3 separate regions of the Ovis aries genome follow, and all the other regions are linked to region 1. A link is a contact called in public Hi-C data. All regions are on one chromosome and are shown on one strand. The core of a region is the stretch at or near the end of the contact, and the rest is flanking DNA. Distances in the headings are between cores, read along the strand shown. Region 1 overlaps SDR42E2 (short chain dehydrogenase/reductase family 42E, member 2). Region 2 holds the start of METTL9 (methyltransferase 9, His-X-His N1(pi)-histidine). Region 3 holds the start of PDZD9 (PDZ domain containing 9).

What was found. A called contact is a pair of places that touch in the nucleus more often than the background predicts.
Region 2: a contact with region 1 is called in a Hi-C map of hypothalamus, with 5 times the contacts expected there. The contact joins the promoter of METTL9 here to the enhancer-like site in region 1. A contact is called at or near these places in 3 of 16 Hi-C or Micro-C datasets (blood, hypothalamus and muscle).
Region 3: a Hi-C map of hypothalamus shows a contact between it and region 1, with 5 times the contacts expected there. The contact joins the promoter of PDZD9 here to the enhancer-like site in region 1. A contact is called at or near these places in 5 of 16 Hi-C or Micro-C datasets (hypothalamus, mixed tissues, muscle and 2 more).

What each region holds. Positions count from the first base shown.
Region 1 is chr24:20,419,235-20,422,328 of ARS-UI_Ramb_v3.0, forward strand. SDR42E2 (short chain dehydrogenase/reductase family 42E, member 2) reads left to right here. Exons shown (of 11, transcript XM_015103890.4): 11 at 1,030-3,094. The coding sequence ends at 1,269. Among named protein-coding and RNA genes, the nearest start is that of TRNAL-UAG, 5.5 kb to the right of the region's middle. Within about 2 kb of position 1,692, at least 52 of the 54 cell types and tissues checked have an H3K27ac peak or open chromatin away from gene starts, as enhancers often do. A contact at or near this core is called in hypothalamus and muscle, where this site is marked.
Region 2 is chr24:20,648,928-20,652,021 of ARS-UI_Ramb_v3.0, forward strand. METTL9 (methyltransferase 9, His-X-His N1(pi)-histidine) reads left to right here and starts at 1,451. Exons shown (of 5, transcript XM_042240403.1): 1 at 1,451-1,547. The coding sequence starts at 1,503.
Region 3 is chr24:20,255,137-20,258,230 of ARS-UI_Ramb_v3.0, forward strand. It overlaps PDZD9 (PDZ domain containing 9), which reads right to left and starts at 1,514. Exons shown (of 5, transcript XM_027961989.3): 1 at 1-1,514. It overlaps MOSMO (modulator of smoothened), which reads left to right and starts at 2,285. Exons shown (of 3, transcript XM_042240399.2): 1 at 2,285-2,569. The coding sequence starts at 2,464.

The DNA.
Region 1 (3,094 bases), core at 442-2,941:
GATGTGGGACCACTGTTTATCTAGTTCACAGCTGTATCCCCCAAACCCCTGAACTTGCTAACTGAGGCAAAAAGAGACAAGAACTGGCCTCTCTCCCTCTCTCCCCACACTAGCATCCCAGATCAGGGGCTTGACCCCAAGGGCTGTTACAGGGCCACAGCAGAATCAAGCAGCTAGTGGACACCTTCCCAGTGTTCAGCTGAGGAACTAAAGCAGAAGAAATGAATCAAGTGGGACGGTATCCTCCCAGGCCTAACATAGCAGGGAAAGGCATGGGCTAGAATTTGGCTCCCTGTGTGACCCTGGGCAAGTCAGTTAACCTCTCTGATCAATTTTCAAGAGGAGACGGTGGTATTAGCATTTCAGAAGATTAAATGAGACGAGGCCCAGAAAGAATTTAGTCCTACAGGCACAAGGTGCTAGTTCAGCAGTTGTTAGCTGTCAGTACTACCTTTGAAGCCTGTGGGCCCCAAGACTTCTGCCAGCAGGGAAGGTTGCTCAGATCCTGGAGAGTTATCACTTCTGCATAATTGAATTCCTCTCTTAGGGAAGCTTAGTTAATCAGCAAGGGAGTGAAAACTGTGCCCTGGGACCTGCCTGCCCAGACTCGATCTGGAGCTGTGGGCTGAAAAGCTCAGGGTGTCCCCTGGAGACACTTGTTTCCGGAGAGCTGCACCCAGGCTACAGGCAGAATATATCAAGGTCCTCCTGAGCCCCAGCATCTTCTAGGCCAGGGAATGGAGTGCACAGGTGGGGCCTTTACTTTGGGGGCACTGAGAAATTCAGTAGGGTGAGGAGATGCCGAAAAGACATCGGGGAGGCGACACCCTCAAAGAAAACGGGGGCAGAAGAGAGAAAGGAAGTCCTCCCCATGAGAACATCGAAGGCGCAAGATCCAACACTTTGGGAGGTCCTTTTAAATCGCTGTGCGATGCAAGGGGAATCCCTACCATCTCCCGTCCCAGTAAAATAAGGTTGCCTCCCACGCCCACTAGTCCCGCTCTGCGGCTGTCCCGCCTCTCCCCTCAGGTGCGCAGTGTGGCCGTGACACACACCTTCCAGATCGCCAAGGCCCGCGCCCAGCTTGGCTACGTGCCGGACAAGTTCAGCTTCGCGGACGCAGTGGAGCGATATGTGCAGTCAACAGCGGGGCGGACCCGCGGCTCCGCCGCGCGGACGCTCCTGCGGCTGCTGCTCGGGCTGTTGCTGTTCCTTGGCCTGCTAGTCCTGGCCCTGCGCTTCCTAGGCCTGCAGCCGTCCGTCCTCTGACCGTCGTCGCCGGCCCATCCCTGCTCCCGCTTCGCCTTCAGGACTCGGACCAGACCCTGCTCCGCCCTCCGGACTTGGGCGCACCCTGGAGTCCTGGACTTCTCCCTAACACGCCCTCTGGGCTTGGGTCTGCCCGGGGCTCAAATGGCAACCCACTCTAGTATTCTTGCCTGGAGAATTCCATGGATAGAGGAGCCCGGTGGGCCACAGTCCATGGAGTCGCAAGAGTTAGACATGACTTAGCAGCTAAATCGTCATCATCTGGGCCCAGCGTTCTAACCCCGCCCATTCCCCGCCCCCTGGGTTTAGACACGCCCCTTCCCCGCCTCTTGAGTCGTGACCACGCCCCTGCTCCTCCCTTCGGGTCTGGAGCTCCCTCTAGCCTGGAAAGGATGCCACCGGAAGGTCCTAGCCTCTCAGCCTGCTCCGCCTTCCAGGCCTTCTCCCCGTCCCTACCCAGGTCTGACCCGCCCCAGGGTTCTCTCCTGCTGTAGTTCCGCTCTCTTCCTACCTGTAAGCTTGAGCCCGCCCCCTGGTTTCTCCCCAGGGAATTAGCCTTAGCCGTTTGGGTAGGGGCTTCCCAGGTGGTGCTAGTGGTAAAGAACCCGCCTGCCAATGCAGAGACTGGGTTTGATTCCCGGGTCGAGAAGATCCCCTGGAGAAGGAAATGGCAACCCACTCCAGCATTCTTGCCTGAAGAATCCCATGGACAGAGGAGCCTGGCGGACTACAGTCCATAGCGTCGCGAAAAGTCAGACACAACTGAGCAAGCAGGCACGCCCTACCCCTCTGGGTCGGGTCCTTCCCCTCTTCTGCTTGAGATTCGGTCCTAGCCCCGCGCCCTTCCGTCTGGTTCCACCCCCTCCAGTCACATCTCATAGGCGAGTTCTTAGGGCCTGAGCAACTGAACTGCAGCCACTTATGCAAGCTGGGCATACGTTTGCAAGTTTTCGTTGTCTGTTGCTACCTCTCTAGGGACACAGACCCTCCTTGCTGCTCTAACTTCCCTGGGCTTGTCCTCAGATTGGGATCTTGGATTAGATCCATTCTAGGAGCACTGTGTTTCATCCTCTGCTACGCTTACGTTTTGGGTTCTCTCACTCATCAGATCTCCTGTGTGTTGATAGCCAGGGCTGGAAGGAAACCTGAGACCCGGGCTTCTGCCTAGCTCTACTTGGCCTTTTTGGGTTTCTAGGGTATAAGTCTGGGGATGATTCAGCTTAGTAAGCACAGATTTCGGTACCAGAAGGGACATCAGAAAAGAAAAAAAAAATTTTTTTAGGATGATAAAAAGATAAAACCGTCCAGTTAAAAATAAATAAATCCTGGAGGTGTAATATACAGCATGGTTACTATAGTTAATAATGCTATATTGTGTATATGAATGTTTCTGAGAGTAGATCTTAAGTTTTTATCACAAGAAAAATTGTAACTGTGGTGATGGAAGTTAACTAAACATTGTGACCATTTCACAATATATACATATAGCAAATAATTATATTGTACACCAGAAATTAATACAATGTTACATGTCAATTAAATCTCAAAAAAAAACCCCACCCTTTTAAAAGAACTGAATCTGTTGTATGGCAGAAACCAAGGCAATATTGTAAAGCAATTATTCTCCAATTAAAAATAAATAAATTTAAAAAAATTTAAAAACAAATCTCTGGGGAAAATAGCAGTAAATTATAATGGGCATTTTTAGAAATTAATTGGTCATATTTTTTTATTCAATATTGCTTCTATTTGTTCCTGAGGGGGCCAGTAGTGATCACCGTAGTCTTTAATGTTTAAACCACAATATTTCTTAATCCAGCCCTGA
Region 2 (3,094 bases), core at 201-2,700, 230 kb after region 1:
GTGGGTTCCCCTTTCCTCCTCCAGGGGATCTTCTCAAGCCAGAGATCAAACCCGCATTTTCTGCACCTCATGCATTGGCAGGTGGATTCTTTACCACTGAGCCACCAGGGAAGCTCTCAAAACCATGCCCCAGATTACAGATGAGGAAAGGGAGGTTCAGGAGAGGGTGAATTATCCAAGTCATAGTGAAAGCAAGAGAAAATTAACATTTTTTTGGAGAACTTACTATGTCCTGAGGCACTATACTAAATACTCTATATATTTTTTTTCTTTTAATTGGAGGATAATTGCTTTACAAAATTATGTTGGTTTCTGCAGTACAACAACGTGATTCAGTCATATGTCCCCTCTCTCTTGAACCTCCCTCCCACCTCTACCCCATCCCACCCCTCTAGGTGGTCACAGAGCCCCAGGTGGAACTTACTGTGTTACATAGCAACTCCCCACTAGCTATCCGCTTTACACATGGTAATGTGTAGGTTTCATTGCTATTCTCTCAATTTGTCCCATCCTCTCCTTTTCCCAGTATCCACAAGTCTGTTCTCAATGCCTGTGTCTCTAGTCTTGCCCTGCAGATATGTTCAGCAGTACCATTTTTTTCAGAATCTGTATGTGTTAATATATAGTATTTGTTTTTCTCTTTCTGTTTGCACTTTCGCCTTAAACACTTTATCAGAGACCATAGTGATGTCACTGCATATGTCTGAGATCATATCAACAAAGTTCAGATAATAATCTGTTACATTTACTAATATAAAACAAATTTATTGAATACATTTACTAATTTTATTTTTTTAGAGGTGCTCATTGCTTAATAACCATAAGGAACATCTACTGGATACACTGGGGAAAACTTGCATCTTTCTTATACTCCGAAAAATATTAAGAAGCATAAAAACAATCTAAGTCCATGAAAACATGTGATTATACTCTTTTTAGATCATTATCTCTTCAACAAGATGACAACGAACAACAGTGGCGGCACATTTTGTGTTCCTCTACAGATCCAGCTCTCTATAGGTTCTCTTCCTAATTGAAAAGAGAACACGCAAATGTCGTAAATTGCAGCTGATAAGAAGAATTACAACAAAAAGCGCCCTGCCTAGAGTTCTAGATAGGAAAGTGATCCAGTCAAGATTTAGGACCTATGCACAGAGCTGTGACCCAAGCCAGACATCTGAGCCCTGGTCAGGGGAACACTGAGCAGAGCCCAGCACAGAGGGTGTCATTTATGTGTCCTTTGAATATCACTGCATTTCAAGGCCAGAAAGAATACTGGCTCTTAGCTGGCTTTTTGTGTTATCTGTGCCTCTTCCCCTCTCCGTGAGGGATAAGTGAGGTTTTAATATACAGCCAGTGACATTCTAGTCGATGTAGGAAAGGGGCAGTCCCTGAGGGCAATCTGAACTTCTGCTTAGTATATTTACTCTTGCTGTTTTCCTTCCTCCTCATTTGTAATTCAGGAGGCTCTTTGAGAAGGGAGAGACAGCAAGGCTTCTTAGATGGATCGAAGGACTGTGAGCTGGGATACCAGGTTCTATGAAAAGGTCTGCTATTGAATTTGTTCTGCTACCTTTAGGCAAATCATTTGATCATGCTGTGCTTTGGTTTCGTCCTGTGCTTGCTAAGTGTAAACAACATGTAGTTGAATATTCTGTGATTATTATAGAGTATTTAAATGTGAGACTGATTTATTTTTCTAGGCCACCTGCTCAGGTCTGAAGTGAAAATCTGCTTCTCTGAGATGCTGGGCTTCGTGGCAGCTGACCCTAAACCCTTCAGACAGCAGCCATCTAGTTGCTGCTTCTCAGCCCATCAGGCTTACTCTATAGTTGAGGGGCTTATCTTGTGGTCTCCTTTGTTTGCAGAAATGAAATACGTCATTCTATACTTCATGTTGCTTTTACAGCCTCCTGCCCAACCCTCCCTCACCCCCTCTAAAAAGATGAAGGCTTTCTTTGGCACAGAGTTGCTTTACTTGTGACACTGATCCTAAGAGGCAGTGGAGACAGATGACATGGCAAACTGAATTATCTGAGCTTGCTACTATAGTTCCTTTTTGATGATCTGGGTCAGGACCACTAGAGGTTTGAACTAGATTTAAAGGTGCAGGCTCTTTGGGATTTTGGCAGGAAGCAGTTAGGGAGTATGCTGGAAAGAGAACACAAAGTACCCTCCTCCTCTCTGCCTTTTTGGTTTGTTTGTTATAGCCTGTGTTACATTAGGCAACAAGATGTCCCTGTTAGTGAAAGGTGCCAAGCTGAGGTTCTTAGAAGCTAATAAAAATGTTTGTGAATAAGGAAGGGTTTTGTTCTTCATCAGTGATCACCATGACACTTTTAAATAACCATCTCGGAAGTGCACGAATGGAGTTAACAGAAAGGTTTCTTTTGTTTTGAATTAAAATAAAATGTATTACATGATGTCTAGTGCAGTTAAATTAGAAGCATTTTCTAAACAAACCGAGCAAGGTGTTAAAGGGATAGGACCCATGAAATGTTTGACTCCTTACTGGTAGCTTTGGTGGCAGCAGGAAGAGCTTCAGACACAGGAACACAGTGTAACCTTTCAGTTTTGAAACGTTGCTAGGTCTTCCTGTGCTACAAATGATCAAAGACACATCTGGGTAAATATTGCTTGCAAATCTTGGTTGGCTTGAAGAGTACTGGATCCCACTTCCGTTTGTTAATTCAAGGAAACGAACATGCAGGGACTCGAATTTGGGGTCTTCATTCTTGGACAGGGTCATCAATACACCAGAACATAACTTGCAGGTGCCCCAACTGCAGAAGCTTCCAAAAGAGGCAGAGTTTTCGCCGATGCCTCTTAGAAACAGGTAGCCAGCAACCTGCCAGGCTTGAGGAACTGGGCGGGTAGGTGGGGAGGGATTGGCAGTAACATTTTGCACTTAGATTGACGTCTACTTTGCAGCTCCTGCGAAGCAGGGTGTAGGTCCTTGGGGTGGACGATGTGAATAGGAAGCCATGTAGCTTGGCAATTATGTGAAAACTGGCAATCTCTGTCTCTGGCAAGGACTTCGTCTGTATGAATGGACGAAGGGGATGAGGGTCACCCCGGGGTCAATCGGCACAAC
Region 3 (3,094 bases), core at 264-2,763, 160 kb before region 1:
TGTCCTGAGAGTCTTGGGACTCTGAAACACTACATTGGCAAGCAAGAATGAAACTGCGGGCTAAAACCAGCCCAAATTATTGGGACTAATAGGAAACCTGTAAACAGAGAATTTGGTTCCTGCCCACCCCTCTCATCCCACATCCTGATTGGTAAGGAATGGGATAGGTGGCTGTTGTCTGTAGTGATGTGCAGCTATTATCCGGTAGAAAAAGTTTTAAATTCTTTTAACTTTGTAATAGTTGTTTTTGTGTTTTAATCTTAGATTCAGACCTCTCATGGAGGGGCAAAGGTAGGAGGGACAGGAAGGGATACCTGGGTAGAGGGAGGAATTTATGCTTATATTTTTTTAAACACAAGAATCAAGTCATAATTCCACTTAGCTGGAGTTAGAATAGGCAAGTGTTCCAACATTTCACCCTAGGATTCTCAACTGGCCAATGGTGAACATCCGTGGACATTGAGAATTCAGAACTGTACAGCTGGAGTTTCTATCAACTGGCAACAGAAACACCAGAAAGAAGCCAAGAAAATGACTCCGCCAAAGTTCTCCAGTGTTTAAACAACAACAAACAGTGAAAAATTCCTGCAGTAATGTGATATGCATTATGTCTAAGTCCCTGGAACATATAAATCAGCTTGTGTCAATTTCTGTGGCAGAAGAAAAATATGTGATTTAATAATAATAACAAAAACCCTACCCTTCCCCTCCCCCTCCACAAGAGACCAATGTTTGGATAGGAAAGTCTATAGGCTAGCAACTGAACTTCCTTACCCAATCTATGTGCTGATACTGATAACTCTGTGCATTTCTGCAAAGCTGTTGGTCTGGTGGAATTTGAAACCTGCTGAGTTCTGTGGACATGTAGGCATTCCAAAAATAGAGACAGATATCACTCTTCTAGGTCTTTCTAGAGATGACCTAGGTGGCCTTTATGGAGAAAATGAGCCTCTCATTTCCTGTTCGCTGCATGGGGAACTATCTGGGAAAGAAAGAGCTGGACTCGACGTCAGAGTTAATACTGACTTAGTACATGAGTCATGGAAGAAAAGGAAACCTCCATTAGATAGCAAAATCGTATGTGGTAGACCATATGTGTCGCTAACAAATTTTGCCAACCATCTCTTTTTCTGTTTCTCCATCCAACTTAAGCCCCTCCCCACATCCCACCTCAGTAAATAGTATCCTCAAACGCCCAGTTACTCAGGCCAAAAATTTAGGAGTTATTCCCTGAATCCTGTTTCAACTGCCCCCCTACCCCCATTTATCAGCACGTCCTTTCCTCTGCCTAAAAAACATCCCTATCTGCCCATTGTCCCCTATCTTCAATACTCTTATCCTAGCTAAAGCTACATTTCTCTCTGTCCTGGACTACTGTGCCTCTTAACTGGTATCCCTGCTTTTGTTCTTGCCCCTCCCCACCTACAATCTATACTCTTTTTACAGACTAAATAAGACTTGTCACTCTCTTGCTTTAAACCCTCCAGTGCTTTCCTGTTGCATTTAGAACAAAATCCAAACTCTCTATCACGGCTCTCGAAGTCCTACATTTGATCTCTGCCTACCTCTCTTTTTCTCCAGCCACATGGGCCGTTTTGCAGTTCCTTGAACAGCCCACCTCTTCCTTGCCCGCTTCCCTAATGTTCCTTGAACTTTCTTTTCTGTTTGGTACAGTCTTGCCCAGATCTTCACGCATGAGGTATTTATGAACGCGGCATTCTCAGTGAAACCTTCCCTGGTTATCCTAAGGATCATCAAACCGCCGCCCCCTAAACCTCTCATCAGACAGATTAACACCTAGCATTAAAGATCAGTTTTTAACAAAGTTTCTGTCTCTTCCCCCCGCCCCAGGAGGTAAGCTTTCTGAGAGCAGGAAACTTGTTTCTCTTGTCCACTCCGGCACCCCCAGCACCTACAGTGCCTGCTGCGTTCCCTAAATAGGGCAGTCCCGGGCTGACGGATACGGCAGAGGCAACGATAATGCAAGGTGACAAGAGCCTGTCACCAACTCCCTCGGCGGTCGCGAGGCCGCCTCCTGCCGGAAGAAAAGCGGCTCCTGCCCAGTCCAGGGCAGCGAGGCGGGCGGCCGAGAAGAAGCCGGGCGGAGCAAGGCCTGAGGCGGGCGGGAGGAAGGACTGGGGCTGCGAGCCTGGGCTGGACCGAGAAGACAGAACGGGGTCGCCAGGGGCCGAGAGCCGGAGCCGGCCGCGCCAGCACCTCGGCTTCGCTTCCGGGTGAGGGGCGGGCGGGCGGAGCAGTTCCGGGGCGGGCGGCGGTTCCGGCTGTGCGGGCCGCGCCGCGGCTGCTAGTCCCGGGCGCGCGGAGGGCGCGAGCGGCGCGCGGGGGCTGAGGGGAGCGAGGCGGCGGCGTGGGGTCTTCTGGCCCCGGCGGCGGCCCATGGGGCGGGAGGCGTGAGGCCGCGGCCTGCCCGGGGCTCGGGGGGTGGGGGGACGGGGCGGGGAGATGGATAAACTGACCATCATCTCAGGATGTCTCTTTCTGGCCGCCGATATCTTCGCCATCGCCAGCATCGCCAACCCGGACTGGATCAACACCGGGGAGTCCGCGGGTGAGCGAGCGGCAGGCGCGCGGGGCCGGGCGGGGGATTGGCTGAGGGCGAAGGGAGGGGAGGGGAGACCCGGCTCAGGAGAAGACGGGGCTGGAGGATGCGCGGCGGCGGCCAGCCTGAGAAGAAGGGAGCGATGGGGCGACCCGGGCTGCCTGGCCGAGGGGCTGGCGAAGGGGACACGCGGGGAACGGAGAGGAGCGGCACCATGGGCTGAGTGCGAAATGGCCGAGGGCCGAGGAGATCTGGACCGGGCTGATGGTCCTGGACCTGGGAGAGAGGGTGAAGGGAGACAGCCGCCAACCTGAGGGACAGCGGAGGGGGCAACGAGCGTCGTCCTGGATTTAAAAAAAAAAAAAAAAAAAAGTCCAGGTGAGAGACAGGAGGAAACCGATTTGGAGGAAACTGAGGCGCCTGTGAAGGAATTAGAAACCAGGCGGTGAGACTGGGGCCCGGAGCGAGGCAGCCTGTGGGGTGTGAGAGTCCCCAGAGGGCTGACGGGCGACGAGAGGCCGAAAGGAGTCGGGG